Linked DNA regions of Ovis aries: region 2 is linked to region 1. Evidence: chromatin contacts called from public Hi-C data. All regions are on one chromosome and are shown on one strand. Each heading gives the region's core, a stretch centred on a gene start, on an enhancer-like site or on the middle of the called end of the contact. The rest is flanking DNA. Distances are from core to core; before and after follow the strand shown. Region 1 has its middle 25 kb from the start of PRPF4B. Region 2 overlaps SLC22A23 (solute carrier family 22 member 23).

Region 1 (2,921 bases), core at 422-2,921:
ACCGCAGCTGGGATGGCAGTGTCCTTAACACACGTCTAAGATGCTATTTTAGCAAGCACTTGAAAGGAAGTCTGAAGCCAGGCTGGCCATTTCCAGAGGCAACTGGTAGCTTTCCCCCTTGCCTCCGGGCTCCCCTAGGCAAGGGCTGGTGAGGGTGCCAGCTGCCGTGGGTGCCCAAGGGGCATCCACCCTTCCCTGTGCCACGAACCTCTGGCTGGCAGGCTCAGCAGTCAGCGGGGTCCTGCCCTGGACACACGGCTCAGGAAAGCCTTTCAGGCTGCCGACCACCCTAAGGAAGGGGGTGATGCAGCTGTGCTGCGAACTCACTGGGACCCTGTGCTCCCTGCAGGCGCAAGGCAGACATTCCAGGCTGTCAGGGGAGCGGGCTGAAGCTTTGCAAGCTGACAGCATGGCTGCAGAATCGATCCGACCCACCTAGGTCCCCGCCTCTCTGGGCTGGTTTGTGATGGTACAGGCGTGTTGCAAACACAGCGCCCATCTGGCCCCACGGAAGTCTACATCCGCTCCTGTGAACTCTTTCTCCCACTCACAATGTGGCCTGTGTGCAGATGGGAAGCGACCCCGAGATGTGGAGAGTCATGCTGGGACCAGCCGAGGGGAAGGCATGGGGACCCAGGGACCCCGCGAGGCTGAAAGCCGAGATGTGTCTGCAGTCCTCAGGTTCACGCGTGTATCTTTGTTTTCTGGTGTTTCCTGCACCTGTGGCCTGAGGCTTGGGGAGAAAGCTGAGACTCTATTTCCTGTTTCCAGGGAAAGAGAAAGCCCATCAAGCAAATGATTCTAGTTTCAATTCCAACCACGGGAGGGGATTCTATGTGCAGCATCGGGCCTGGGCCTGAGCCTCATGGGCTACTTATCCAGTGAACAGTCCTGTAAATAATAACCCGGCAGCCAGTCTCTGACACCTGCCACATCCTGTAGGCTTCGAAAACTGCTTCCAGACACATCAGACTTTGTCTTTTCAGTATTGTTACAAAGCGAAGGCGAGCTGTGTGAGATTGCTGATTCCTAGCACACGTCACATGGAACAGTCACAGGGAAGGGACGCCTTGCTCCGCACGTGGCCAGAGGGCACCCCCTCTGGCCCCGCTCAGCCTGTCACATGCTCCTGGCTCGAACCACAGCCTCTGCGCCTGCGAGGCCGTCTCTGGTTTGGAGCCTGTGGCCTCTCCGGGCAGCGATGCCCCAGATGGACCAGCGGAAGAGAGACCATGGCGTCGGGCAAGTACACTTGCCCAGTGTTCTTATCTGTGTCCAGGAAGGGCCCCACTGTTTTCTCTGAGGAGTGCCCTGAAGGAAAACAGCGCTTCTTGCTTCTTAATAGCTAAGCAGCTGGAGAAAAACCCAACGATTTCTGCCTTTGCAGCAGTGTGCTTCTCTGGGAAACACAGAGAAACAGAGACATTCTTGCCAACTGTCCTGGAAACCCGACCTTCTGCTGTGTCCTGGTGTCAGGCAGATACAGACTCGACTTCCTAAAGTCCAGCTGCCTGGCTCAGATCGCATCCTCCCACCACCTCGGGCGACTGGCACTTTTGCAGAGGTGACAGCTGTTTGGAATACCTCCGTTTAGCCCACATGAGTTTTACATGTTTCCACAGGACAGCAGGCTCCTCCTTCCTTCCCAGTGTGTTGATGACACGTGAGCAGGAAATGCAGAGTCAGAGGCCCTGGCTCCCAGCCTGGCCCCGCCACAGACTCACTGCAGAGTCTCCTGAGCCATTGCTTCCACGTCTGCAAATTAGGGGTCCAAAGAATGCCTCCTTCAGAGAAGTCCAGGACTTTTAAATATATGAAAAAATATATATGGGAGAGTTCCGGAGAAACTCTAAGACCAAAATATATTACCGAGCTAGGAAACACGGCCGGTGCAACTTGTCCTCACAATGAAGAGAAAAAAATGACTGCAGTGCACTTTCCCGCCCCGAGCAAGGGGTTCGTGAATAAGAACTAGCTAGCAGGATCGGACGCTGCAGGGATTCAGAACTGCTGAAGGATGGGCCAGAGAATGGGGGAGAGGAAGAGGTGAGATCTTAGTTAACTTATAAAAAAAGGAAACCATGCAGATATATGAGCTTTAAGACACACGTAAGAGCGTGACAGAGTAAGCACAGCTCGGGTCAGGAGAAGGAGCGAGGCAGTGAAGGACAGGAAGGGCGTTGCTTCCTGCGGCCTGTCCGGCCCGGAGGCCGGGACCGGTCACCTGGGCCCACTTTTCCTCCCCGGCTAGACTGCAGGTGCTAGAGGGCAGGAGCTGTCAGGGCGGGGCCTGCCTAGGGCCCAAGTGCACGGCCGGCGGCGCGGTGACTGCTCTGCAGACAAGCACAGACGCTTTGGTCCAAGGTCACGCTGCAGAGCGAAGAGGAAAGTCCGGGTAGCCGTCGACCACGTCTGCAAGGTCTTGTCCAGCGAGCTGGGCCGCAGCTGCTAGAGAGAAGGCGCCTCCGGGTCGGCCAACCACCGAGGCTCGGCCCTACCAGCTGGCCCCCGCCTCGCGGTCAGCTGTGGGGAAGGCCCGCGCCTCCCGGGCAGCTCTCTCCCTGCCCTCCTCCGCACGCCCCTGGGTCTGCCCTCTCCTGGGTCCAGCAAGGGGTGTCCCTCGCAGAGGAGCCGGGGCAGAAGGAGCACAGCGTGTTTGCCTGCTGCCCTGGGGCCTCCTCTGGGTTTCATCACCGCAAACCTCCTCCCTCTCTGGACGCAGGCAGGGAGGAGCCAGGCCTGCCTTTGCCCCTTAAACATCTCCAGCGACTGCAGCGTCAGACTGCCCTCCCAGGTGCTGGCGAGTCACCTGGGGAGGAAGGTGCCCCCTCTCCTGTCCACAGAATCCTGAAACACAGATGCCGCCAAATTCCCCTCTCCCCATGGCCCAGTGCCAGGGAAAAACAGGCTCTATTTTCACT
Region 2 (2,773 bases), core at 178-2,677, 330 kb before region 1:
TTTCTGTACATTTACACAGATCCCCCCCGGGGTACAACAGCCGTGACGGCATGCAGGCAGCATGGAAGGCTGGGTCAGGGCCGGGCGAAGCTTTGTGCTGCCAGCAGGCACTCCAGGGGGCCTGTCCACTCACGGGCTGCATGGGTCCCGCCCAGGAGCCTCCAGGTCGGGGCTGTGGGGCACAGAGGGCCCCCCAGCAAGGCCGGCGCGCTGTGTCCCCCCGGCCCGGGGCTGCGTCCTGGCCAGGGTCCCCTCAGTCTTGTGGCCCCTCGGCCCCCTTGTTTGGCTGTAGGAAGTGGTACCTGGGGCAGTACTTCCGCTGCAAGGCCTCATTCTTGCTCTTCTGTGGTCGAACCAGCTCACCAGCCCCTTCCCCCTAGTCGCAAGTGATTAGGCTCTTAGAAAATGAGACATTTAAACTCTTTTACCCTTTGTTTCGGGTGGTAATATGCGGGATATTGGATGAGTTGTTACTGGTTTCTGGAAAAGAACAGAAAGCAGAAGGGTCGCTTGTGTGCCTGACTTGTTGGAAGGGGGTCCTGGCTTCCTGGGGTCGGGATGGGGGTGTGCAGGTTGGCGCTGGAGGCGGCGCTGGGTGGCGCTGGTCTCCCGGGCAGCGGGCATTCAGGTGCCTGAGCAGCATCTCCCTGCTGAGTGCAGAGGACATGGGCGGGGGCCCACGCGTGACCAGAGCCTGGCCAAGCAGGCGGGCCCTGCTGCCTTGCCCACGCGGGTGGGGTCTCGGGGGCTTGGCCCACGGGAGGCTTTTCTGCTTTGTCCCTGCTTCTCAGCTGTTGCTCACAAAACCCGAGCCTGTGCTGCCACAGGCCTCTGCTGGGCAGTGCCGCCCTCACGCCTGCAGGAGCCCAGCTCAGCCAGCTTCTCCAGTCCAGCAGCCGGGCCTGACTGTGACGGGACAGTGCTGACCCCACAGGCCCAGCGTCTACCGCGGTCACCTAAGACGGACAGTCTGGGAGTGGTGTGCGGGGACACCCTGCGGCCTCACGCGTTCCCTAGAGGTCTACACCGCCAGCGGGAGGCCACGCAGGGCCTGGGGCTGCTGCCACAGGTGCAGGCACAGCTGGTGGGTGGGGCCCGGGGACCCCGCTTGCTGTCCCGGGACCTGCACTGTGGGCCTGTCCTGGACCGGGGGGGCCCTGTGCCCAGCATGCGAGAAGGGCTGAGGCACCTCCCAGTTTGCGCAGCAGACAGACAGGCCTGGAGGTGAAGGTGAGTGTGACCCGCCCATGGAAACAGAAGTGAAGTGACTGAGACACAGGAGGGGCTGGAACGCAGGCCTGCGAGTTTGCTTGCTTCCCCACAAAGTTCTCCTGAGCCCACGGCCCCTGCCGGGGTCAGCCAGCCTGTAGGGGCACAGTGAGGGGCAGGGGGGAGACAGGCCGGGGGGTCAGGCGGGGAGCGTGGGGCTTGTGCTCACCTCTTCCCTGGCCGTGGGGGCTGCACCACTGCGCGCTGAAACTTGACTTGCGGCTTCGCGCAGACCCGGGACCACACTCTGCCTGGAAGAACAGCCCACGGCAAAGCCGTGCCCCAGAGCTGGGGGCTGGGCCTTCCAGAGCAGCCCAGGCTGTCCCCAGACGGGTGCCAGAGCTGCGGCAAGACAGTGCCCGCCTGGCTGGCGAGGGTAGCTTCTTGGCCTCCCCTGCGCTGCTTCTGAAACAGCCGCAGACGGGAGCCGAGGGCCTAACCTGGACGGGCGGGAGGCCGAGGCGAGGAACGCGACGCGCGCCCTAGCACAGTGGGCCGGGGCCGGGGCCGGGGCGAGCTCCGGTGGGTTATTGCTTCTCTCGGTCGGCCTCGATGTCCTCCGAGGCTGCGGTCAGGCCCCGCCCGAGGCTCGCTCCTGGCCAGGGGAAGCAGAGGGCACGGCTGGTCCCCCGCAGGCTCCCCGGGGCCTCCAGGCTGGTGATTTCCGTGCGGTGTTAGTTCAGGAAGGAGCCGGTATTCAAGTCGTGCTGCAGAAACGCTGACTGCGAGGCGGCGCGGCGCGGGGGCCTCTCCTGCGGAGCTGCACCGGGAGGAGGGCCCAGCACTGACTCGGGAGGCGAGGCGCTGGCTGCTGGGGAGCGGAGCCGGCAGACCTACGCTGGAAGACCTTGGCGATGTCACCACTCATCATTTACGACTTCCGGTGAAATGGTGATGCTTTTCCCCTGGAAGAGCTTCCGGGTCAAGTATAAAAGGATGATCTCCAAGTAGAGACGAAGCTGGTTTTAATGAGATTGTGAGCTGCTTTTCCTTAACACAGAGCGGAAGTTCTTCCCTTACAGAAAAGACCTTTACAAACCATCACAGAGACTTTAGCAAAACCCTAACCATTCACATCTCAGTCTGAGGAAAGTGCAGCCGTGGGAATGCTCGGGGGCAGGGGCACCCCCCGGGAGCCGGGCTGCGCGGTCCCTGCGCGCGCGCGTCCTTCCCGAGGAGGGGGCTCCGTTTTGAGATCAGTGAAGGGAAGGGAATAAAGTGCTTCTTGTAAAAATGACCAAAATAAATACAAACATTTCATGGCAGAAAAGAAAGTCTCTGAAGGGTCGTCTGCTAGGTCTGCTCCCTCAGACGCGGGCGCTCCTCGAGAGTTTTGCAGTGTCTCCCACCCCCACCCTCGGGTCCCCAGCCTCCGCGGAGCGGGGTCTCCCACGGCCGCGCCCAGCTACATGGGCCGCCCGCCATTGGCCGTGGCGCCGTCAGGCAGCCCGTCGCCTGCGGCAGCCGCGTCGTGCAACCCCGAGTAGTCCTTGAGCTCGGCGTG

What was found. Hi-C and Micro-C count contacts between places; a contact is called where the count stands out from the background.
Region 2: a Hi-C map of retroperitoneal adipose tissue shows a contact between it and region 1, with 5 times the contacts expected there. The contact joins two enhancer-like sites. A contact is called at or near these places in 6 of 16 Hi-C or Micro-C datasets (hypothalamus, mixed tissues, omental adipose tissue and 2 more).

What each region holds. Positions count from the first base shown.
Region 1 is chr20:49,252,196-49,255,116 of ARS-UI_Ramb_v3.0, reverse strand. No RefSeq gene overlaps it. Among named protein-coding and RNA genes, the nearest start is that of PRPF4B, 25 kb to the right of the region's middle. Within about 2 kb of position 1,671, at least 11 of the 54 cell types and tissues checked have an H3K27ac peak or open chromatin away from gene starts, as enhancers often do.
Region 2 is chr20:49,577,500-49,580,272 of ARS-UI_Ramb_v3.0, reverse strand. SLC22A23 (solute carrier family 22 member 23) reads right to left here. Exons shown (of 12, transcript XR_009597686.1): 11 at 1,439-2,773; 12 at 1-480. Among named protein-coding and RNA genes, the nearest start is that of PSMG4, 7.0 kb to the left of the region's middle. Within about 2 kb of position 1,427, at least 1 of the 54 cell types and tissues checked has an H3K27ac peak or open chromatin away from gene starts, as enhancers often do.